Regions from separate parts of the Mus musculus genome. Here regions 1, 3, 4, 5, 6 and 7 are each linked to region 2. A link is a contact called in public HiChIP or PLAC-seq and promoter capture Hi-C data. All regions are on one chromosome and are shown on one strand. The core of a region is the stretch at or near the end of the contact, and the rest is flanking DNA. Distances in the headings are between cores, read along the strand shown. Region 1 has its middle 28 kb from the start of Gm32749. Region 2 holds the start of Plxnc1 (plexin C1). Region 3 holds the start of Eea1 (early endosome antigen 1). Region 4 has its middle 62 kb from the start of Gm4792. Region 5 has its middle 10 kb from the start of Gm32749. Region 6 has its middle 20 kb from the start of Gm4792. Region 7 holds the start of Ndufa12 (NADH:ubiquinone oxidoreductase subunit A12).

Region 1 (3,006 bases), core at 24-2,523, 680 kb before region 2:
TGTGGGTGTGTGGTGTGTCTGTGATGTGTGTGTATCTATATGTTTTAGACATTTGTGTGTGTGTGTGTGTGTGTTGTGTGCTGTGTATATGATATGTGTGTCTGTATATGATATGTGTGTCTCTCTGCGATGTGTGTCTGTGATATGTGTGCCTGTTTATCTCTTTGTGGTGCATGTCTGTTTGTCTGTGGTATGTGTGTCTGTGATATGTATGTAATGTGTGTATGTGCTGTGTATATGGTATGTATGACTGTAGTGTATGTCTGCGGTGTGTGTGTCTGTTTGTGGGTATGTGTATGTGTGTCTGTGGTATATATGTGTTGTGTGTGTCTGCGTCTGTGTTGGGTGTGTATATGAATGTAGTATGTATAGGGTTTGTATGTCTGTGGTGTGTGTATTGTATGGTATGTATGTGTCTATCTGTGGTGTGTGTGTATCTTTAAAAATGTGTGTGGCTTTTATATGTGGTATATGTTTGTCTATGTTGTATGTGGTATGTGTGTGTTGTGTATGTGTGTGTGTGTCTGTGTGCATGTAGGTCAGAGGACAACCTCTAGTGTCATATCTCAGTCCCCTTGTATCTTTTGCTTGAGACAGGGTCTCTCACTGACCTAGAGAGACCCTTTTTGCCAAGTATCCAGAAAGTGCTTTACAACTGGATCAACCCCTCTATAAACTGCTTCTTCTACATAACATTTTATAAATATCTTGCAAGCTGTTGAGAAGATTTTGAAAAATGAAATTTCCACATGTAAGAGATTTTAAAAACGTTTTAGGTTATTTTATTATTTCACCTTTTCAAGTAAATATTATCCTGCAAAGCTGATTTTCTCAGGCTTCCCTGGTCCATACACTGGAATGGAGGCACACTTCCGGTAATGACCCATATTTTGCTGCTTCTGTCTTATACCGTCAAGTTTCATTGTAAACCCTCAGAGGACAGATTGCAAGCAGGTCTATCCACTACAGTTACTAGAGAATGGGATTTCTCCCAATGTTCTGGGCGAGTTGCCCAATAAACCATTGGAGGATATACATTTCCACTGCCCAGGCTGCTCATCCCCGCTGGGGACAGCCTTCAGCATTGTCCCAAGAACTCTATCTTTGAATGAACTCCAGTCAACCTGCCCTTGAGACAGCCACATCCCTCACAGGAGAGAGAGAAGGCTCTGCTGTGTGGCACTTTGTCACATGGACACTCAGAGGCTGTGCATCTTCAAGAGGGAGCCTATGTCAAGGAGGGACTCCAAGGTCTGCAGCTGCTCTCCTCACAGAACTGAGATATAAATGCTATGCCAAGCACCTCCCCAGGCCTGTCTCCCTCGTCCCAGTGAAGAAGCGCTTCTCTCTCATGCAAATCCTTTATGGAAATCAATGCCTTTCCTCTCAGTTCATCAGCGCATTTGTTGGAGCCCTTTTGGTTATGAATAACACACAACAGCTAAAGCCAACAGACGCAAGTAAAGGACTCAACTGTGAAATGATCCGATTCGAATGAGCGAGCGAGCGAGCAGCTGGTGAAAGAGACCAGCAGTGCTGCATCTGGGGCCCACCAAGAACCTAACAGAGGTGACTCAAAGCCTTCATGACGCCTCCCCTCTGGCACGGATGGGTTTTCTCTGATCTCTCCCCCACCTGGTGCTGGACTGGGCAGGGGAACACACTGAACTGGCTATTTCTGAGTCTCGAGGGGATCGTAGGGTTGGGCTGGGGAAGGAGCTGTTTGCCAAATTGGAGAGACTGATGATAGCGGTCAGATCACGATGCCGTGTTGCAGACCAGAGCATTAGCCTGAGAGTAGTGAGCAGCAGAGTCACCGTTAGGCAGAAAATGGAGCAAACACATTGGTACGGGTTGAATACTACTTACTGAATTATTTGGGACCAGCCATGTTTTGGCTTTCTGAAGCCTCCGCTGGCCTAGAACTCACTCTGTAGACCAGGCTGGCCTCAGTCTCACCTCTGTGAGACACACTGCCTGCCTGTCTCTGCCTTCCGAGTACTTCTGAGTATTGGGATTAAAGGCATGGCTCCCACTCCTGGTGGCTTTCTAATGTTTTAAAGAGTTTTCAAGTATCTGCATTCGTATGATGAGTTTTCCTGGGGGATAGACAAAGAAATAGGGAGTTCATGTGGAATATGAAATTCTCATATTATGTACACCTTACCATTTGTCGGTACCTTTATATAATTAAAAATTCAATTACACTGATTAACTAATTCATTTGTGTGTGTGTGTGTGTGTGTGTAGGTGGCGGGTGGGTGCACCCATGTCATGCATGGAGAGATCAGAGGATAACTTGGGATGTGTCTGTTCTCCCTTCCAGCATGAACGTCTCAGGGATGCTACCGAGGAGATCAGGTTTGGTGGCAAGCTGAACCATCTTGCTGGTCCACCTTTAGTTTAGTTTAGCTAATGTTTAGTGTACCTGCATTTTGACTACAACTTGTCGTATAGGGTCAGAAACAGAATATTCTACTTTTGGCATCATGTTGGTATTTGAGAAGTTTAGTTTTGAAATGTCTTGGATTGTGGGCATTTGAATTTGAGATGCTCAACCTGTAACGTGGTTCTGATATTCTTGCTGGTAGCTTTCAGAGAACAGACAGATGTGAGGGACAAGGACCAGAGACAGGTAGAGAAGCTGGGATATTTGTAAAAACATTTGGCAACGGTGAAAGGTTTCTGAATGTACAACCATCAGAATGGATTCACAATCTGCTGTATAATGAATCTGGGCTGTTTCTGGGACCACTCATCTGTGGAGCATCACATGACTTTACTATAGCCTGGATTCTAAATATCCAGTATGTACACTTTGCACCACATGACATCGTACCACACAATGCCATCAAACACTGCCTGGAACAGTATTTATTACAGATACGGAGTCTTCTGCTTCTGCAGAAGTATGGTGGCTTATCTATGAAAAACAAAAGTTTAATATGTCCCTACCATCCTTAGCATGAATCAAGTCAGTATCTATTTGGACTTATTATATTAGAA
Region 2 (3,062 bases), core at 232-2,731:
CGCTACCCCGTCACCCTTTCTACACGCTCCCTTTGGGGACCCCAGACTGTGCTTTAGAGTAGCCTGCAATCTCGGCCAGTCGGTGGTGTAGTGAACCTGAGACTTGGTAAGTGTCACCCAAGACTCCATCTGAACCCCGGGGGCTGGACTTACGCAGTTGTGCTCAGTCGCTTGAAAGTCCCAGCTGCAGCTCCTGGCGTGCGCCTGGATCTCACTCATCCTGAAGAGGCAGAGAGCCGTGGTGGCGGGGGAGCGCCTCTCCTGGCCCTCTCCAGTGGCCGCGCTGAACACGCCGGCCCAGATGTCCACAGCCTCCACCAGGCTGGAGGAAAGCAGTAGGCGGCGGCCCTCAGGGTGGCCGTGGTCGCAGTCGAGGGCAGCCTGGCCCTGGAACAGCACCTCTGTGCTCTGCGCGATGCGCGCCATGCTGGGCCAGCCGGTGGCAGCGCCACTCGTGTAGTTGTAGGGATAGTAGGGGAAGTAGACACTGCCGTTCCAGAGAAAGGCGTCCACGAAGTGCAGGCTGCCCGCACTACCGCGCAGTTTCAGGCGGCCCAGCTCCTGCGTGGCCAGACTGCGCCCCTCCGTGTTCTTGAGCGCGATAGCCGTGTCGCGATCGGATGCTGCGGGGTTGCAGCGGTTCGCGGTCTCCGGCTCCGGCAGCACATAGGTGGCGGCCACCGCCAGGTACCAGAGGTCGGTGCCACTCGCGCGGTACACCACACCAGCCGTCGAACCCTGCGGGTGACATGACACCACCTCGGTGCCGTTGCGCAGGGAGCTGCGGTTCAGGTTGCCCAGGGGCCGCACCTCGCAGGCGCCCCGGTCGAAGGTCCAGCCGGTGAGCAGCAGCCCCTCGAGGCCGGTCGCCCCCTCGCGGTAGGGCAGCAGTAGCTTGCTGAAGCTGCTCCCGGGCCGGGGCCGCGCGGGGGGCGCCAACGAGACGGGCTCCGTGCAGTTGCCCGCTTGGTCCCGGTATAGGCGAGAGAGCCTGTTCTTCAGGCTGTAGTCCAGCTGGTCCAGGCAGCTGCCGCTCGCCACGAACACGCCGTCCGCCCGGCTCGCCGCGATGGCTCCGATGGCTTGCTCAGATCGCCACACCGGCTCGTCCGCGCCCCGGGCGGGCGCTGCCAGCGCCAGCAGATAGGCGATCAGGGGCAACGGTGCGGCGGGGTACGGGGGGCGCGGCGGCGTCTTCCTCCGGGAGACCTCCATGGGGCTAGGGGGGCCGCCCCCGGGCAGGGCGCGCGGCAGCTCGGGCAGCTCAGGCGCGCGGCGACGGAGACGCGGGCGGCGGTGGCGGCGGCGGCGGCTCCTGCGCGCGCTCGGGCTCCCGCGGCCGCCCCATCCCCGCGGCTCGGCCGGGAAGGAGTGCAGGGAGGACGGCGCGCGGCGGGCTCGCTCCGGCAGCCTGTGCCGCGGCGGCAAGCCCTGCGCGCTCCGGAGACGCTTCCTCCTCGTCCGCCTTCGCCGGAGAGTTCCTCTGTGCGGCGCGGGCGCTCGCGGGGAGGCGCGGAGGGGAAGGGAGGGGACGGGCGGAGGGGAGCGAGGCGGGCGGGGAGGGCTGGAGAGGTTGGGTGCGCTTGTGCGTTTCACTTTCCCATTGTGAAAGTGGGATGCAACTGGCCCCTTCCTCATCCTCTTCCTCCTCCGCCCTCCGCCTCTCGCCCGCCCTCCCTCCACGCCCATCTCCCCTCCCTTCTTGATTCGGTGAGATCGGGAGGAGGGAGGTCTCGTAATTTGGGTTACTGTGTAGGTGGCCTCTTTCATCTATTCATAACAAAGCTGAGCCGCCTGCCGCGGCCGCCGCGGCTGCCACCATCGCCCCTTGCTCGCCCCGGGTTCCCCCGGCGCCGGAACCGCGCACCGAGCTGGCTCCCGCGCTCCCCAGCCCGCGGGGCTGCTCCAACGCCCGGGTTTTGTTTACGAGAGCAGCCCCGGGCAAACGCGAGGCTCGCGGAGCCAGGACCCAGGGTCGAACGGGTTGCGGCGGAGGCCCAGGGCTTGAGCCCCTGGGAGGCTGCCAGGGCGGCTGACAGGTGTGGAGCGGCGGGAGGGGGGCCTGAGAGATGCGCCAGGGGGCTGGGGCCAAGCGGGAGGCGGCTGAGGGGGACCAAGACGCCCCTGTGACCGGGGGTGGGTTTCCCTCGGTCAGAGTGAGGTAGGAGAAAGGCGCCACACTCTCGTTGTGGACAATCCCTCGGGCCAGAGCTCTCATATTTGAAAAGGCTCCCTGGTCTCCCTTGGCAACGGAGTCCCAGGCTCTCAGATATAGCACTTAGAAAGTTCTGCTCACTATCTAACCCTAGTGACAAAAGCTAACATTTATTGAGAACTTGCTCCGTTCTGGGCATAGTTCTAAATGCACCATGTAGATTTTGATTCACTTGATGCTTGGGACAAACAGTATTAATTAGTGACTTGTATCAACCCTACTCGGCTTTTGAGAAAGGTCTTGGAGAAGCTATGGAACCTGCCCGGGTACAGCTGTTAGCAAATAGCACAGCAGAGATTCGAATCCACACCTCACACCGGAGCCTCTTACAGGTTTCTTGCTAGTCCAGTGCCACCTGTGGCCACTAAACTACACTCCCCAGAGAATAAAGGCAAAGGTACATTGGGCTCAGCAGCCAGGGCTCGCATCTCAAGAGTCCGGAGCTCTCTTATGTTTCTAGAGGGGCTCCCTCCACCACTTCATCCAGGTAGCAACTGTCAGCTGGGGTGCTCCCCCCTTCCCCCACCTCGCAAGCCACCGAGAATTTCTGGAACAGAAAGATCACTGTGCTCTGGGGAGCAGGCAAGCTCATGTTTTCTCAGAAGTGGGCTTCCCAGAGGCAAGCCTTGGTGCCTTCAACTCTGTGGTGAATGGAGAGGGAGCTAAAGACCCGTATGGGTCCTTAAGAAATGATCTGCATTCTTCCTAGATCTTCCTAGGACTGCAACTGGTTGCTGTGTGATCTTCTCTTCTTAGCTCCAAGTCAGCCAAGCTCTGGATAGGAATCTGTATTGTTTTTTAAGGGGGCTCTGAATGAGCTTCCTCACAGGTCACCTGCTGCAGGTTT
Region 3 (3,313 bases), core at 194-2,693, 1.0 Mb after region 2:
TGCATAAGAGGAAGGCTGAAGTAGCCTTCAGCAGGCCAGCCCACCTGAAGTGAAGACCAATCAAGGGTACACAAAGTAGTTAATTTTCCCGTTGAGATCTGTTCTCCAGACTCGTGAGCTTTCCTCTGGAGACTCTTAAAATGAGAGTTCATCAGATTCAAGGGGTTTTCTGGGTAGAAGAATTTTGACCCATGATTTTAAATTTCTCAAGAACAATGAACAGCACAAGCAATCTACACAATACAAAAATAGGACAAAGTTCTCAAATCTGGTAGCCCCCCCACCCCCACAATCCTGACCTAACAGCGTCCTGGAGGCCCCACCGACTCAGAAACTGACACTGCATTTAGCTTTTCCACAAGTCCCTAGGATTATTAGCTACAGATAGAGAAACCTTACCTGAGGTATTCAATGCTTTCCCCCACCCCACAATCTAGGCATCCCCAGTTCCCAGCCTTTCTGATTGCTCTCTCAGCTCCCAGGTCACTAGGTACTGTCAGTATCCCAAGTTTCACCTTGTGCAGTTTAGTCATCTAGAACCTGGCAGAGGCCTCCCAAGCACTGGAATTGCCTGGGAGAGAAACACTTATAACAGAGCAACCCCGAATGCACATTACAGAGAGTTTCTAGAGACAAAGAACACAGAAAACTCACATCCTAGCTGGCAGTTGAAGGAGGAAGCAAGCAAGTGGTTAAACAGAAGCCAAGGACACGAAGTTAGCTGGGGTATTTCTACCCCTTGCTTTTAGAACATAGTTAGGTGCTTTCCCACGGAAGGGCTAGTAAAAGTGTGTGTGTTTCAGCTTAAAACAAGGATGGCTCCAGCTGAAATAAGATGAAGAAACCTTTGCCCTGTCACAAAAGGATAAACCCAAACTTCTCTAGTTAATCCCAAACCCAGCCTCCTCCCATGTTTTATTGTTGCTCTGATTGCAATCAGAAGCAGGAAGGAAGCGGGTAACCTGGGTATGGAAAAGCAGGGGGAAGCCCAACACAGTTAAGTAAGCCTTGGTTTCTCGGGTCCACAATGGCTTGGAGTTTAGAGGTCGAATCAGCCTTTCCAGCCAAGAGGAGGATCCGGCTCGGGGTTGCTGCACTAAGAGCGCTAGCAAACTTCCATCCTAGGCTGGGGCTCAGCTGAAGTTAGCTCTAAAACCTGTTCTTCCATCCCCGTGTGGGGGACACCTCCAGGCGGGACCCGTGAGGTCCCCACGCATCTTCTCCATCAGAACACCAGGCAACCCTCAACATTCCCGAGCAGGGTCCGGCACCCAAGGTCCAAGCTCTCGGCGGAAGAAGCCAAGGCACCAGCTTCCTGTGGCCTGTCTCTCACACTAGCCCCGCTTCCGATTGGTCGAAGCCTCGGGCCGGCCCTCCCTCCGGCCCCGCCCTCCCCGCGGATGGACAGGCCGAGGAGGCGGGGCTGCAGCGGCTCCGCCCCTCGGCCCCGGGCGGGCGGGCCCGCCCAGCTGTCAGTTACGGGGGCGGCCCGGCAGGCGGGCGCTCGCTGGCTCCCTCCTCGCTGGCTCGTGCTCGTGAGCCTCTCGCCGCCTGTGGGGAAGTCGGGGCCGCCAAAGCCGCGTCCACCGCCGCCTCTTCCCCGCCCTCCTCCCTCCCGGCTCGGCTGCCGGCCCCTCGCGCCCTCCAGTCGTGAGTAACCCGCATAAGGGCGCGGAGAGTCCCCGCGGCGGCGGCGGCGGTGACGGCGGCGGCGGCGGCCGGCCAAACCATGTTTCGAAGGATCTTGCAGAGGGTAAGAGTGAAACCGTCCTTCCGGCAGCACGTGAGCGCGAGCGTCCGAGCCCGGCCGCGGGGCAGCCCGGGCTGGAGGGCGGGGGCGCTCAGAGCTCCGCTAGGCCCGGTGACAGCGTGCGCCGAGGCCTGCTGGTCCTGCCGGAGCCGGGCTGCGGGTGGGGCGGGGCGCAGGCCGGAGCCCGGAGGGCCTCCAGCCTCGGCTCCCGCGCTCGGGGCTGTCACCACGGGCTGGAGGGTGTGGTGCCCGCGCGCGCCCCTCCCCGCTCCCCGCTCCCGGCTCCGCGCCCGTGGGTGCTCGGCTGCGGGCGGCTGCGGGGCCCTTCCCTGCCCCAGCGTGCCACCACCTTCCCACGACACGCACCTGCCTGTCTGCCTCCTTACTCATCTATCTGCACGGTACAGGAGGGTCATGGGAGACCCGGCCTAGTCCTGGGACTTGAAGACGCTGAACTGCCAAAGTCGGTGGAGAAGGAAGATATTACTCACTGTTGGAAAGTTTCTTTTAAGAATTACAAGTGCATTTTCCTCTCCAAGACCCAGAACCTCATTTTAGTTATCCAGGACTAAATGGCTCAAACGGCAGATACACTCCAGTTTAGTTTCCACCAGGGCTATCTCAATGTAAAATCTGGGAAATCTTGAGGGTAAAAAGGTAAGAGCGTTGGAAAGCCGTAGATGTTTTGTTTAGGTACCAGTTCCTAGAATAACATAATTAAAATCGCTTCTAATAAGAGTTGCCTACTCAAGTGTTTTGGATAGCTTCCATTCGCTCCCTTCTGCAGCTGGTTAATGTAAAGAGATGTTACCTAGAGAGTAGGAGAATTAGTTCAAAGGACAAGAACTTACTGAATGTGTAGCATTTAGTTAAGAAATGTGCCAAGGAGGGTTGAGTCAGCCAGTACACAGGAAGGGAAGATTCTGTTTAGACAGCTTCTGTGAAACATTGAAGTCATCTGGTCATACATCAGAGGAAACATAGTTAACGTCTGCTCTGGCCCTCTGTGGGGACATTGGATTTTTTTTTTTTTCCTTTTGCAATCGTTTTTGGTAGTTTTTTTGAAACTTTGATAGAGCTGAACCTTGGTAGCAAGCAAGGGCATACCCTTTACTCTCCCCATCAGCTGCTTTGTTCAACAGCAAAGGCTTCTGTGCATGATTGATGGCTTGATTTGCTTAAGAGAACTGATTACCTTAACCTCAGGTTACACACGCACACGTGAGTGCACCCCCTCCCCCCCCATACAGTTACCCAAGAGAAAAGGAGTTTGTGGTTTGCTTTTAAGTTTATCAACAATGTTTTCTGATTTGGGAGTTGCTTCTGGTGGCAACAGTTTGGCTTTCAAAAAACATGGGTTTTTCAGTTCTGAAGACCTGGGATTGTATGACGATCATTCTTCGTATTGTTGTTTGTTTATCTGATCTAGAAGTTTCTGTCAAAATGGAAACATGGTATTTACTGTGGTTATTGCTGAAATATATTATTGAATCATCATATTTGAATACATCAGATTGACAAATGGGCTTCCCAGCCTTGGAACTAGAGATACTTGTGAGTAAG
Region 4 (3,293 bases), core at 208-2,707, 580 kb before region 2:
CACACTTCAGTGTGCCACCACACAGCCTGCGTGAATGCTCTGGGTTGTGTGTGTCTCAGTGTGTGTTTGTGTGTGCAAGTGCACACATGTGAGTATGCCTGCTTGTGTGTGTGTGCAGACTGTATGCATGTCGAGGTCAGAGGGCAACTGCAATGCTGCTTCTTGGGTGCTGTCCACTTGAACTTTTGGAAAGATTTGCCTTTATCTTACGTGCATGTGTGTTTTGTTGAATGTATGTACGGGCACTATGTTTTACAGTGCTTGAGGAAGCCAGAAGAAGATATTAGGTCCTCTGAAACTAGTAAAAGACAGCCATGAGCAACCACCAAATCTGGATCCTCTACAAGGGCGTGGCTGAGCCATCTCTCCAGTCCTCTTTTTATTTTTTCAGCCAGGATGTCTTGTTGACCGGAAGCTTGTCAGGTAGGCTAGGCTGTCTAACCAGCATGCTCCAGGGATGATGATGGTGATTATGAGGATGGTGATGGTGACAACGATGGTGATGATGATGATGACGATGACGACGATGATTTATTACAAGCATGGCACCAAGCATGGCTTCTTACATGGGGTTTTATGTTCCGATACTGATATCCTGTATCAATAACAATGACAGAAATACAAACTCTCTAATTCTGGTTTAGAAGAGAGAGTTTAATTATGAATTGCATTGTTACTTTGATAGAGCATTGTTTTGTTTTGTTTTTTTAATTCACTAAAATATTGGTTAAACTGTCTTTGTCCTAGAAAGACATCAATAGAACTTGGCTTGTGCCTCAGAGTGTATTTAGATGATAATAATAATATTATTAAAAGCTAATATTGGGATTTTCATAAGCACGGGAGCGATTCTGAGTGCTTTACATTCATACCTTGTAAACTCTAATGACTTTGATAACCAAAGTACTGAGAAATATTGTTAAGCAAAGGAGAGAGGAAAGGAAAGGAAAACTTCCCTGCCATCTTCTTTTTCTTATTCTTTTGTGTCTGTCTGAAATGTCCCCTCTGTATCCTGACTCCCTGGGGAAGGGTCTAGTTGTTGTTGTTGCTGCTGCTGCTGCTGTCGTTGTTATTATTATTAGATAAAGTTGATGCCATTTGAGGATTTTCTGGTCTTTGGTTTCCTCACAGAAAGACCATATTTCTTTCACAATTTGTCATAATTTTAGCATCTTAGCTAGAAAGAAAACATATAAGACTTTTAATTTTAAGACTCTTACATGGTGAGTCTGGAAATCCTACTTTCCTACTATTTGGAAATCTGTTGATTTGTTGTTGTTGTTGTTGTTGTTGTTGTTATTGGGGCTGATGTATATTGTGACCTTGCTAACTGATATCTGTCACTGTGTGTTCTTGTTTTTTGTGGTCACTGAAGTTTCTGTTCTGTTATCTCTGTGGTTGGCCAGTGACCTTCTTAAATGTCTGCCTCTGAAGAAGGGAAAACACAGGGAATTTATTTTTTAAAATTTCCCTATAGATGGTAGGGGAACTCAACGGGGCCCAGACCAAAGTAGGCACCTGGATCAGTCAATCAGGAGGCACTGTCAGTTTGCATGACAAAATTTTGGAAGGAAGGGTCCCGTTGCCCACCCCGGCACCCACCAGCGTTCTAGGTGCATGGGTGGCTCCAGTTTCCAGGGAGACCTCTGTGAGTGTGAGGCCAGCCTGGTCTCCATAGACAGCTCCAGGATAGCCAGGGCTATGTAGAGAGGCCCTGCAGTGAGAGAGGCAGGGAGGGAGGGAGAGAGACAGAGAGGGGGGGCGGAGGAGGGGGAGGGGGGAAAAAGGAAGGAAGGGAGGGAGGGAGGGAGGGAGGGAGGGAGGAAGGAAGGAAGGAAGGAAGGAAGGAAGGAAGGAAGGGAAAGGAAAAGGGTCTAGTTTCATGTTTTTTCCCATCTGAATATCTAGTTCCCCTCTCCTGTTTATTGTAGATATACCCTTCCCCTGTTATCTGTGTTAAACCCCTTTATGCACATGTGGGCATGATTTCCTGTTTCTCTATCCTATCTGGTTTTGTTCCTTTATATTCCCTTTCTCTTTATTCCTTTTGTTTACTTACTGTTTGTTCTTATAATCTTTGTTTGGTTGGTTTTGAGATAAGGTCTAAATTGGATCTGGGTTTGGGACCCAGGCTGGCTTCAAACTCATGTTCACCATACTTCGGCTTCCTGAGTTCTAGGACCGCTATTCGTACCACCGTGGGCGTTGCTGTTTTAATTCCTGTACCTTTGTCATCTAATATGAAGGCTGGAAGTGTGGTTTCTCCAATTGTTCCTGCTCAAGACCGTTGTGTTAGCGGCTTTTCCTGTTGCAGTGACACAGCGCCTGGCAAAAGCCCCTTAAGAAAGGGTTTGTTTCCGTTCATAATTCATGGGTACAGGTCATCATGGTGAGGAACATCGTGGTGTCAAGAACTTGAGATGTCTGGTCACACAGAGTCTCTAGAAAAGGAGTAGTGATCAATGAATGCTCATGCCGGCTCCCTTCTCTGTATTTTGATCTGTGATCTGAGACCAATGCAACAGTGCCACCCGTATTCAGAGTGACTCCTCCCACCTCAGTTAAGGTAAACTTTAGCGGATCTTGGGAGTGTCTTTTGTGGGTCTATGTACTTGAAAGCATTGTTTTGTTCTGTTTATGTCATTGGCATTTTGATATGCATTATATTGAATCTGTGGGTGGTGTGAACACTCATCAAATCTTCCTGCTTACTATCATAGGCTATTTACTGGGGTGTTCATTAATGACCTTCACTAAGGCCCAATAGATTTCACTTACAGATTGAACACTCTGTGCTTAAAGGAGTAAAGTTTGCTTTTCCCAGCCGGAAGGGCAGTGATGGGCACCGGAGCAGTAGCCCATGTTCTCTTCCTTTCTGGTTGCCCTTTGAAGTCCCTTTCTTCCAGAAGCTAGGAGTGGGGAAGACCCACATAAAGCGGAAAGCTTACAGAAATGCTGGACCCTCTGCAACAGGAACCAGAACAAAAGGGCCAGAGAAGCGAGGACAGGGTGCTCTTAGCGCTGATGTAGCCATCTGGATGGAGAGAAACTTTGTTTCACCGGGTATGGCTAAGTCTTATCCAGACAAAGGGCGGTGTCTGTTATTAGACGCGTTCTCACGACCGGCCAGGAAAGACGCAACAGACCAGAATCTTCTGCGGCAAAGCTTTATTGCTTACATCTTCAGGAGCCAGAGTGCAAGAAGCAAGAGAGAGAGAAAACGAAACCCCGTCCCTTTTTTAGGAGAGTTATATTTCGCCTAGGACGTGTCACTCCCTGATTGGCTGCAGCCC
Region 5 (3,094 bases), core at 390-2,889, 700 kb before region 2:
CTGTAGAGCATGGTACTTCAGGGAGAGCTTGACACACCCATAGCCCATCTGTCTTCCAAGCTCTCTGTACTGTATCTCATCATTTACACTGTAACATTTAATCTTCCCAATTGTCCTCTATGGTGGATTTCTTATTCCCATGCTTTCAGTAAGGAAACTGATTTCAGGGGTAAGATGACCTACCTACCTACCTACCTACCTACCTACCTACCTACCTACCTACCTACCAAAACTACATGGACACTGGGAGTTATGGAGGAAGAAAGCTAGCCACAATGATTATCTAGTTTTTCACTCTGATGACATGGCTGAGAAGTACCCGGGGATTAGAATGCTGGGTGTGTCTGTGGTAGTGTGTCCCTGAGAGGGTTACCTAAGAGAGAAGGACTGTCCTGTGAGGAGGGAGAAAGCCAGGGGTGTGGCCATCCTCTTTCTCAACATTCTGGCCTCCATGATGCAAACTGCTACACTCTGCTTCCTGTCGGCCTCTGTCATGGTCAGCCTCATGTCAGGTCCAAGCCAGACCAGAAAGGAGCCCTCAGAAAGCATAAGCCCAAGATAGCCTTCCTCCAATGCGTTATTTCAGTCAGGTCTTTGTCACGATGACAGTAAACATAGCCAAACTTGCCAGTGTGGGCAGATCTGAGCTCATGGACTGTCTCTCTGCACCATGCTCTCACATCTGAAGCCCATGTCCTGTAGAAGAGCCAGAAGGAACAGGAAAATGTACGCTTCAGTTTCGTCTCTTCTTTCATTTGACCTACTTTGAAGAACAAGTCTCTGATCTTGTGTCAAATAAACAAACCGGTCTACCGTGCTTCAGCAATGGTTTCACTGTTTATGGGTTTCAGGTTTTCCCCAGTATTAAGGATTAAGTCCAGGCTTTCTGAGTGCTAGGTAAGTTCTATGGTTGAACTAGATCTTAGTACTTTTATTTGGGGAAAACACCCAAACAGATGGCTGCTTCCCCAGTCTTCACGCTCGGTATAGGAAAAGGTATGTATGTGGTCTGAATCAGGCCTGGCAGCACCTCTCTGTCTGCCTGTCTATCTGTCTCTCTCCCCCTCCCCCTCTCTCCCTTCCCTTCCCCCCTCTCTCCCTCTTCCTCTCCTCTCTCTCACTATTCTTCCCCCTCCCCCTCCCTCCCTCCCCACCTCTCTTTCTCCCCCCATTCCGCTCCCTCTGAACCTCTCTCCCTCTTCCTCCCCTCCGCTTCCCCCTCCTCTCTCTCTCTCTCTCTCTCTCTCTCACACACACACACACACACACACACACACACACACACACACACACACACACACACACACATGCACCTGCTCGCTCTTGTACTCTCTCTTGGAGCTTTGCTTGAGCTCTGGAGACAAGAATCCCCCCCCTCCCCTCAGGATTCTAATTCTTTATTGCTGTAGTAGCCAGGAGCTGCAAGTGGTCATCTTCAGTCTCATGGAATCTTCTGGAAAGAGAAACTGGACAGATTGATGGGGAGAGACAGAAATGGACTGATCAGCACAGTTTCAACCTCAGAGCCTAGCCATTTACTTATTTTGTTATTTGGTTAGCATTTGCCTCCTCACTATATGGTTCCATAAGCATGAGAATGTCTGCCGTTGCTCCTCTGGCTTCCGGGCTTCCGGTGCAGGTGTGTCCATATGTATGGGGATGAGACTCTTGCTCCCACAGGATAGCAGCTCCCGGCATAATGCTAACATGTAAGAACTAATTTCTATCTATGGCTTTTGGAAGATGCTGCGTGGACATTTGGGGTTTGATTAAAACACAAGGAAGCTCAATTTTAGAGTCTCATTCAACTCAAAAATACATAATGAGTCCTTTAATTTTTTTTTCTTCCAATGAGAGTGGATTGAAACAAGGCAGGGATAATAACGTTCTGGTTGTGCTTTTCAAAAAATGTGGGTCACATCTTAGGCACTATAATTTAATTTGACTCTAATATGTCTTTGAGTACCCTGTCAGATTATAACCTGATTCATCACTCACTTGGTGGCTAAAAATAGAGGGAGATACAAGAGGGTCACATCACTTAGCAAGGAGAGGTTTTTTTCTCAAATTACCGGACATAAATCAGAGGCAGCACGTCACGCACTTCTACCCAAAGCCATACGCTGGATGCCCGGCAACTGTTACCGAATGAAATGACTGTTGAGCTCCAATCAGCGTCATTCAGCAGAGGCAGCCTGAGATGGTCACGTGAGACCGCTTGATAGTCGGGCCCCTAGTGGGCCTCTGCTAATCAGTCCCGGCTGAAGAGGCGTGGGTGCCTGATTACGGGCAGTTTTATCTGGTTTCCAGGGGAGCGGTTGAAACCATGTCAGGGCCTAAGAGGAAGGAAGAAAATACGAGTTTTCTCATGAATATTTCTTGGGGAAAAAAAATCCCTATCTTACACTGTGTCCTAGCTTCCCCCTGGGATAAAATAATAGTAGCCTGTGCACCTGTGCCCCACATCTGCAGTGCGCTAAGTCCTCAGCGAGCCTCAAAGGAGAGGCAGTGGAGAAATTAGGGCTATGACTTGTTATGGTGCTGGCTCAGAAGTAGAGAAGGTGCTGACCTCTGATGCTTCAAAAAGAAGTTCAGGAAGAAGGAATGAAGGAAGAAGGAATGAACGAACACCGTGACCGTAGGCAGAACACAAGGCTGGAGCTGTGGACAGGGACAGAAATGAACATGGATAGAACATAGAACTGTACACTGGGCATGGCAATGTGGTGCCACCCACAGGGTTGGTCAGAGCAGCTTGCTCTAACAGAGCATCGTGGGCCAGGTAGCTTCTAAGCAGCAGACCGTGGTTTCTCTCAGATCAGGGTTCTGGAGTGATATGGTTCAAGGGAAGGCTGTTTGTTGGCTGAGTTTTTGTAACCTCCCAAAAGGCACTGAGTGAGCTTTGTAGACACTTAGAAGCAGCCAGTTTGTCTCCATCATAGTAAAGAAAGCAGGGTGCTCCATGAGTGCCCAGGGCCCCCTGGCAACCCTATGACCTAAATTCAAGAACTATATAGCTCTGCCAATGATAGTTTCTTATAGAAACATGGAAGGATCTGGCAGGGTACACTTGACTGTCACCCAATACTTGGGC
Region 6 (3,273 bases), core at 142-2,641, 630 kb before region 2:
ATTGGTTAGGATCTGGCAGAGCCTCTCAGGAGACAGCTATATCAAACTCCTGACAGCAAGCACTTCTTGGCATCAGCAATAGTGTGTGGGTTTGGTATCTACATGCAAGATGGATCCCCAGGTGGGGCAGTCTTTGGATGGCCTTTCCTTCAGTTTCTGCTCTTCTCTTTGTCCCTGTATTTCCTTTAGACAGGAACAATTCTGGGTTAAAATTTTGGAGATGGGTGAGTGGTCCCATCTCTCAACTGGGGGGGGGGGGTTATGCCCTAACCTCTGGATATGGTCTCGACAGGTTTTTCTCTCCCCTGTTTGGGGTATTTTAGCTAATCATCCCCATGGGGTCCTGGGAGGCTCTTGCTTTCCTGGCATCTGGGACTTTCTGGTTGCTACCCCCGTTCCCCATCCCCCATTGCTACACACGTCTGTTCAATTTCCTGATCCTCTGTACATTTCCTCCATCTCCTCCCATATCTGGTTCTTCCCCTCTTTCCCCCCTCCCCCTCTTCTCTTCCTCCTAAGTCCTTCCCACCCTCTACTTCCCTTGATTATATTGTTCCTCCTTCTAAGTAGGACTGAAGCATCCACTCTTTGGTCTTCCTTCTTCTTGAGCTTCATGTGGTCTGTGAGTTGTATTGTGGGTATTCCACGCTCTTTGTCTAACATCCATTTATCAGTGAGTACATTCCATGTGTATTTTTTTGTGACCGAGTTACCTCACACAGGATGATATTTTCTAGATCCATCCATTTGGCTGTGAATTTCATGAAGTCGTTGTTTTTAATAGCTGAGTAGTTTATTCCATTGTGTAAGTGTACCACATTTTCTGTATCCATTCCTCTGTTGAGGGACATCTGGGTGGAATGCAAATTGATCCATTCTTAGCTCCCTATACAAAGACTTAGTTTTTAATACTACTTGGCAAATCCCTTCTGATTCCATCATCTCTGTTGTGCTTCATATCCCTTCCCCCCCAGACCTATTTCTACGAACCTAGAACACTGAGTAATAGGACTAGCTAATGTTTCCAGCAGGACTCTTAAACCAAGCACACAACAGGCAATTGATTAATCACTTAGTTCTCAAAACAAAACTATGAACTAGGTTTTACTCCGTTCTCATTTCCAGGCAAGGAAGCTAGCTACTGAATGGCTAGGTAGTTTGCCTAGCATGCTACAGCTAATAAATGTTGTGACAGGGATTTTAAAGGAAGTGTCTTGGCACCAAAGTCTATGCCCTTAATGTTTATGCTACAAGAGAAAAAAAAAGAGTCTAGATGCTTGGTGACTGAAATTGAATCTCGTGCTCCAGCGAGGCTGCTGGGGAGCTCGTAGGCAGCCTCCATCCTTGGCAGCCAGCTGTGATTGCAACCGAAAGTCACAGCACACAGAAGATACAAAGCTTCAGTGTTTTTTTCCAGAAGCCTTTCCATTTTCATCACCACAGTCCTAGCAAGCTCTCAGCTGCATTTCAGCCTCCCATACAGCCAAGGGGAGGCACTACTGAAAAAGGTACTGGGCATTTTTTTTTAATTTGAAAAACAAAACAAAACAAAACAAAACAAAAACAAAAACAACAATCTGGCTAGCTAGCTCTGAGGCATGTCACCTCTTGTTTCTGTCAATGAACTACCCTGGTATCTGTGACATGATTTGCCAGAGCAGCTGGTATTTAAAATACAAATACTGATAAAATATGGCTTTCTGAATTTAAAATTGTGTGTGCGTTCAAGTTGAAGGAATGGCGGGTGTGTGTGTGTGTGTGTGTGTGTGTGTGTGTGTGTGTGTGTGTGTGGTGCATTTCATAGGTGTTGTTCCACACAGGACAGATTTAATGAGACAACACTCATCACGCATACGGAATTCAGACTTGCGCTCTTGTGACATCCCTAGAGTCTGTCCTGCACGAGCAGCTCTTCATGGCCCCCATTTCATGGAGCCAAACAGTGTTATCTGTTGTGTGTACTGCTGTGCGGAGAGTATACAGAGGTGGGACTGTGTAGCGGGAGCTCTTTGTTTAGTTTGTGTGGTAGTTCACGAAGTCCCTCCAGAATGAGGCTGGCGGCTAGCTGAGACTCGAAGGATACAATGGATGGCCAGAGAAAGAGGAGGAAGATCACATGCAGGTGGCGTGCAAAGCCTGAGTGGAAAGGGGAAAGAGGCAGCACGTGTTGAAGAGGGAGCAGGATTCGGAGTGGCCGGAAGGATAGGTCAGGTACTTGGAGGGCAAGAATTGAGTCTGGAAAAGCAGAGGTGGGCCAGGTGAGGATATACGGTGTGAAACACCCTGGAAAGGGACCAGTGGGCAGTGGGAAACCACTGAGAGGTTCTCAGCAGATATTTGTAAGTGAAATCTCGATATCAAAGTCTCTCTGGCTGCTGGGTATAGAACACACTTGGGATTGGGTCAAGAATTGAGGTGAGATGACTTGTTAGGAGTTGCTATGATCATTTGTGTCCACACAAGGGAGGGAGTTAAGGTAGTGGTGAGGCCCATCCTAGTCAAGATTTTGGCAGTGGAATCAGGAGGCCTTGGTGGCTGAGAAGACATGCGAGACCAGGGAAGAAACACAGAGTGACTGTCTCCAGGCTTCCTGCTTGCCTGAGGCATGTGGTGGTGGTGTGAAGAGGGACACAACGCCCTGAAGAGAAAGTAAAGGACTGGAGCTTGGGCCTTGTTGCTTTGAGTCTGAGATACCTTCAAGCCATTTCAGGAGGCTGGGTGGGTATGGAGATGTGCATCTTGGGAGAGTCTGTTCTAAAGTTACTGATATATAGATGATGATTGCTGCCTTGGGGTCTAGAACCCCGCACATAGGATGGGCTTTTAAACAGTGGCTCACAGAATCTGTTGTACATAAGAACCCCTTGTGGAAAATGCCGATTTCTATACAACACCTCTTGAATTACTGATTCAATATCACCATAGCCAGATACCAAGAGCTACAGTATCTAGCAGAGATAGCACTATGTATAATCTATAGTTCAGACAGTTTACCCTTAGGATTAGAATCTAAAACATCTCTAGCAGGCTATAGCCTCTCCTTTAAAAATAAAAAGGTGGTACAAAACAGAGTTTTAATGTGTGAAAAATGGGGGGAGGAATAATACTAATAATATATTGATATCTGAATAGTTGCTCTAACTTAGAAACAAACATACTAAAATCAGAGCTGGATTTGTCAAGATTGAGCCCGGTGCAGTGGGTGCTGGTGCAGAGTCCTGTAGACCCTGGTGATAACTGCAAACAAGGCTAAAGGTTATCTCCCAGGAGCTC
Region 7 (3,193 bases), core at 519-3,018, 750 kb before region 2:
ATTGGATGCCCTCTGCGTCATAGGGCATCCCAGTGGGAGAGCTTGTGCTTAGGTTAGCATTTACAAGGCCCTAGGTTCAGTCTCCAGCAGTAGAAGGGAGAAAAATCATATAAGCATTTTAAGAACAAAAATAATGGCAAGATGGCTTAGAGGGTCAGAGCACTTTCTGTGGAAATGCAGCTATCTGAGTTCAGTCTCTTTCCTTTGTGCTCCCCACACACACATGGAGTTTAAGATTATATAAACAAAGAAAACCTGCATCGATTTGAATAAGTACATAAAGCATAGAGAATATGATTTAACTAGTTTACTGTTACATCTGTGTAACAGTACATTTACATGTACATATACATATAAAATGTAGTCAAGAAGCAAGAGCATCAAGTCTAGGTAATAGTTGGGAAGGGAGGAGGAAGGTGCAAACGGGGAAGGATATAGAAGGGGCTTCAAAACTATTGGCAGTATGTCAAGCATCAAGGTTTTGCGGTTAGCCACCCCAAACCTACCAGTTAGAAGTGTGCATTTTCACATGAATGTATAATACAGACAGAGGTGGTCAGGGACAACCTATCTCCATTCAGTCAGAACAGGGGTCTGGCAGAAATCATGGGTTTAAATCTCTGTAGTCACTGAGTATTAGTGGCTGTTAGCTGGGACTTGCAGTGGGACAGAATCTGGGCATGGCCAGAGTCTCTCTGTTCTGCTCCTTACTGCCTACTGGCTGTGTTCTAAGGGAAAGAGCTGGAGGCCAATTTGCCTTCTATCCTGCTATCAGAAGTCTCCTGTGACTCCCCTGCATTCTAGTCATCAAAAAACATACATATTGTGAGGAATATGTAAAGACACACAGGGCTTGGAAACAATATGCAAATAACGCAAAATATTTTTAAAATGAAATTAAGAATATTAGCTGCTCTTGCCAAGGACCTGGGTTTGATCTTAGCCTACCTTGCAAGCGTGAGAAAAGAAGTTACAGCTCAGAGCCCATGTAGAAAATTCGGGTATGGTGGCACCTTTGTAGACTCAGTTCCAGGGATGTGGAGGCAGGTGTATTCCCGAGGTTCGCAATCTGGCCAGCCTTGTCGACTTGACACTTAACTATTTTTAATCTTTAATTTTATTAATCCTAGTTTCTTCTTTCTTTTCTTTTCTTTTTCTTTTTTATGGCTAGGGGTTTGCCAGTATTGTTTATTTATTTTATTATTTTGTAAAGCACTAACTCTGTGATGAAGTCTACCTAGTGTCTGTGCTTACACCTTGCAACAATAAAATAACAAATCCTTCAGGTATTTTACTTAATCTTATTCTTTGCAATTCTTCATCACTCATCTACCAGCATACCGACGCTTAATGAATTCAAAATCATACGCACTCTGTATTAAATGTACAATACCGCTGTGGGGTCAGTAATGCATTTCTTAGCTTCTAGTGCTATAAGGAATTTTTGGAATGTGCGTCATCGTTGTCTGGAGGAAGAAACTTATTTCGACAGGAGAAACTCCCATCTGGGAAAGCTTTGCTTGGCGTACTTCTCCCCGCAGGGTCGCTTTCTGGGTACAGCCTCCGAAAACATTAATTTCACCTTTAGGAAGACACCAACCTGTACTGTAAAACCCCAGATAATCCTCCCTGCGCGACCTCCAGCTCTGCGCCTGCGTAGAACGACCTCCGCGGCCGGTTGACGAGCAGGAACCTCCAAACGGTGGCGCCTTGAGTATCTCGTCTTCCGCCCGGCGGGTTTTACCCGAACACGGAAGGGGCGGACCATGCAGATGAGAATGGAGCTGGTGGAGGTCCTGAAGCGCGGCGTGCAGCAGGTCACCGGCCACGGCGGCCTGCGGGGCCTCCTACGGGTTTTCTTCAGGTAGGAGGCCAGGGCTAGACCCTGGGTCTCTGGGGACGCACCTCCGCTGGCTGCTTTCCTGGAAAGGAGCTCAGATTAGATCACTTTGGAGGTCCAGGGATCCGGTCAAGGACAAGTTCAGTCCCAAGAGTTGAGTTCCTTGGACTGAGACGTCTCTGGGCCCTACTCAGCCCCTAGTGGCGGAGCTGTGACGCAGGTGCTAGGGTAGCCGGGATGCTCCGGGCTCGAGTCCTGGGGTGTAATGAGGCTTAGCATAGCAACCCCTCTACCCCTCACGGTGACCTTGGGCAAGTTTTCCTCTGCACTGTGTACAGTAAGAAGTTGAAGGTGGCGATCATGCTAGTCCCGATTAGCCCCATAAATCGCAGCAAATCCGGAGGACCAGTGAATAATCCAGGGGACACTCGTAATACGAAGATGATGAAGTACTTTGACTGCCTGAAGGTTTTGCTAACTTAGTGTCTCAGGGTGCACGTATCTACATACGTGGACCGTAGCTGGAAAGTAGTGTTTTATATGCAATCTAAGCACATCAGTTGTTTGGTTGATTACCCCCCCCACACACACACACCTGTCTGCATGCTGCTGGGACAACACAGGAGACTCCAGAGCTCTTTGCCAGAAAGTTAATTCGTGAGCGTTGAGTGGCAAGAGCCTTCGGCTGAAGGCTAGAGGTGTACAAGCAGCGAGCATCCCCCGTAGCATCTCGTTCTTGTGTCGATGCAGAAACAGTCGGTGGTACGGTCTGTTTCTGGGTTTGTCTTGAACAGTGTGAATCATTCTGAGATGCCTTTTTTTTCCTCTGTGTACTTCTTAAAGGGCAAATGATATAAGGATTGGTACACTGGTGGGAGAAGACAAATATGGAAATAAATACTACGAAGACAACAAGCAATTTTTTGGTGAGTGCAGTATTTTCTTTTTCTTTTATTTTTTTAAGATTTATTTTATTATTATATGTAAGTACACTGTAGCTGTCTTCAGACACCCCTGAAGAGGGTGTCAGATCTTGTTACAAATGGTTGTGAGCCACCATGTGGTTGCTGGGGTTTGAACTCAGGACCTCTGGAAGAGCAGTCGGTGCTCTTAACCGCTGAGCCATCTCTCCAGCCCAGTATTTATAGATTTTGTGTGTGTGTGTGTGTGTGTGTGTGTGTGTGTGTGTGTGTGTGTGTGTGTATAAATGGATGGGGTTAGGATTCAGAGTCTAGTTTTGACATCATGCATGAACAGATACTAAGTGACTTGGAACGGAAAACTCAATAGGAAATTTAAAACGTGGGCAGAGGGGATGGCTCAGCCAGTTTGGGCACCTGCCACCATACATAG

The links. Promoter capture Hi-C pulls out the DNA fragments that hold promoters and counts their contacts. HiChIP or PLAC-seq counts read pairs in DNA pulled down with a chosen protein or histone mark. Capture Hi-C pulls out chosen DNA fragments and counts their contacts.
Region 1: a promoter capture Hi-C map of liver shows a contact between it and region 2, with 3 times the contacts expected there. The contact joins the enhancer-like site here to the promoter of Plxnc1 in region 2. A contact is called at or near these places in 3 of 39 promoter capture datasets (hippocampal neurons, liver and stem cell-derived epiblast-like cells) and 5 of 115 datasets of contacts at active chromatin or transcription factors (embryonic hindbrain, embryonic limb bud, embryonic stem cells and 1 more).
Region 3: a contact with region 2 is called in a promoter capture Hi-C map of adipose tissue, with 3 times the contacts expected there. The contact joins the promoter of Eea1 here to the promoter of Plxnc1 in region 2. A contact is called at or near these places in 2 of 39 promoter capture datasets (embryonic stem cells and pre-B cells), 3 of 115 datasets of contacts at active chromatin or transcription factors (bone marrow-derived macrophages, embryonic stem cells and pro-B cells) and 1 of 9 other capture datasets (adipose tissue).
Region 4: an H3K27ac HiChIP or PLAC-seq map of microglia shows a contact between it and region 2, with 5 times the contacts expected there. The contact joins the enhancer-like site here to the promoter of Plxnc1 in region 2. A contact is called at or near these places in 2 of 39 promoter capture datasets (hippocampal neurons and stem cell-derived epiblast-like cells), 6 of 115 datasets of contacts at active chromatin or transcription factors (embryonic forebrain, embryonic hindbrain, embryonic limb bud and 3 more) and 1 of 9 other capture datasets (embryonic stem cells).
Region 5: a contact with region 2 is called in a promoter capture Hi-C map of hippocampal neurons, with 4 times the contacts expected there. The contact joins the enhancer-like site here to the promoter of Plxnc1 in region 2. A contact is called at or near these places in 2 of 39 promoter capture datasets (hippocampal neurons and stem cell-derived epiblast-like cells) and 7 of 115 datasets of contacts at active chromatin or transcription factors (craniofacial prominence, embryonic forebrain, embryonic hindbrain and 4 more).
Region 6: a contact with region 2 is called in an H3K4me3 HiChIP or PLAC-seq map of stem cell-derived neural progenitor cells, with 5 times the contacts expected there. The contact joins the enhancer-like site here to the promoter of Plxnc1 in region 2. A contact is called at or near these places in 8 of 39 promoter capture datasets (the 3T3-L1 cell line, cranial neural crest, embryonic stem cells and 4 more), 1 of 484 Hi-C or Micro-C datasets (the N1E-115 cell line) and 7 of 115 datasets of contacts at active chromatin or transcription factors (embryonic forebrain, embryonic hindbrain, embryonic stem cells and 3 more).
Region 7: a promoter capture Hi-C map of liver shows a contact between it and region 2, with 6 times the contacts expected there. The contact joins the promoter of Ndufa12 here to the promoter of Plxnc1 in region 2. A contact is called at or near these places in 11 of 39 promoter capture datasets (the 3T3-L1 cell line, 3T3-L1-derived adipocytes, cranial neural crest and 6 more), 13 of 484 Hi-C or Micro-C datasets (B cells, cerebellar granule neurons, cerebellum and 8 more), 11 of 115 datasets of contacts at active chromatin or transcription factors (astrocytes, bone marrow-derived macrophages, craniofacial prominence and 8 more) and 1 of 9 other capture datasets (macrophages).

What each region holds. Positions count from the first base shown.
Region 1 is chr10:94,264,833-94,267,838 of GRCm38.p6, forward strand. No RefSeq gene overlaps it. Among named protein-coding and RNA genes, the nearest start is that of Gm32749, 28 kb to the left of the region's middle. Within about 2 kb of position 1,274, at least 11 of the 459 cell types and tissues checked have an H3K27ac peak or open chromatin away from gene starts, as enhancers often do.
Region 2 is chr10:94,943,364-94,946,425 of GRCm38.p6, forward strand. Plxnc1 (plexin C1) reads right to left here and starts at 1,482. Exons shown (of 31, transcript NM_018797.3): 1 at 154-1,482. The coding sequence starts at 1,215.
Region 3 is chr10:95,939,220-95,942,532 of GRCm38.p6, forward strand. Eea1 (early endosome antigen 1) reads left to right here and starts at 1,444. Exons shown (of 29, transcript NM_001001932.3): 1 at 1,444-1,753. The coding sequence starts at 1,730.
Region 4 is chr10:94,359,489-94,362,781 of GRCm38.p6, forward strand. It overlaps a transcript of Tmcc3 not described here. Among named protein-coding and RNA genes, the nearest start is that of Gm4792, 62 kb to the left of the region's middle. Within about 2 kb of position 1,458, at least 5 of the 459 cell types and tissues checked have an H3K27ac peak or open chromatin away from gene starts, as enhancers often do. A contact at or near this core is called in microglia, where this site is marked.
Region 5 is chr10:94,247,537-94,250,630 of GRCm38.p6, forward strand. No RefSeq gene overlaps it. Among named protein-coding and RNA genes, the nearest start is that of Gm32749, 10 kb to the left of the region's middle. Within about 2 kb of position 1,640, at least 73 of the 459 cell types and tissues checked have an H3K27ac peak or open chromatin away from gene starts, as enhancers often do. A contact at or near this core is called in craniofacial prominence and hippocampal neurons, where this site is marked.
Region 6 is chr10:94,317,445-94,320,717 of GRCm38.p6, forward strand. It overlaps a transcript of Tmcc3 not described here. Among named protein-coding and RNA genes, the nearest start is that of Gm4792, 20 kb to the left of the region's middle. Within about 2 kb of position 1,392, at least 18 of the 459 cell types and tissues checked have an H3K27ac peak or open chromatin away from gene starts, as enhancers often do. A contact at or near this core is called in stem cell-derived neural progenitor cells, where this site is marked.
Region 7 is chr10:94,197,267-94,200,459 of GRCm38.p6, forward strand. Ndufa12 (NADH:ubiquinone oxidoreductase subunit A12) reads left to right here and starts at 1,769. Exons shown (of 4, transcript NM_025551.4): 1 at 1,769-1,864; 2 at 2,684-2,766. The coding sequence starts at 1,779.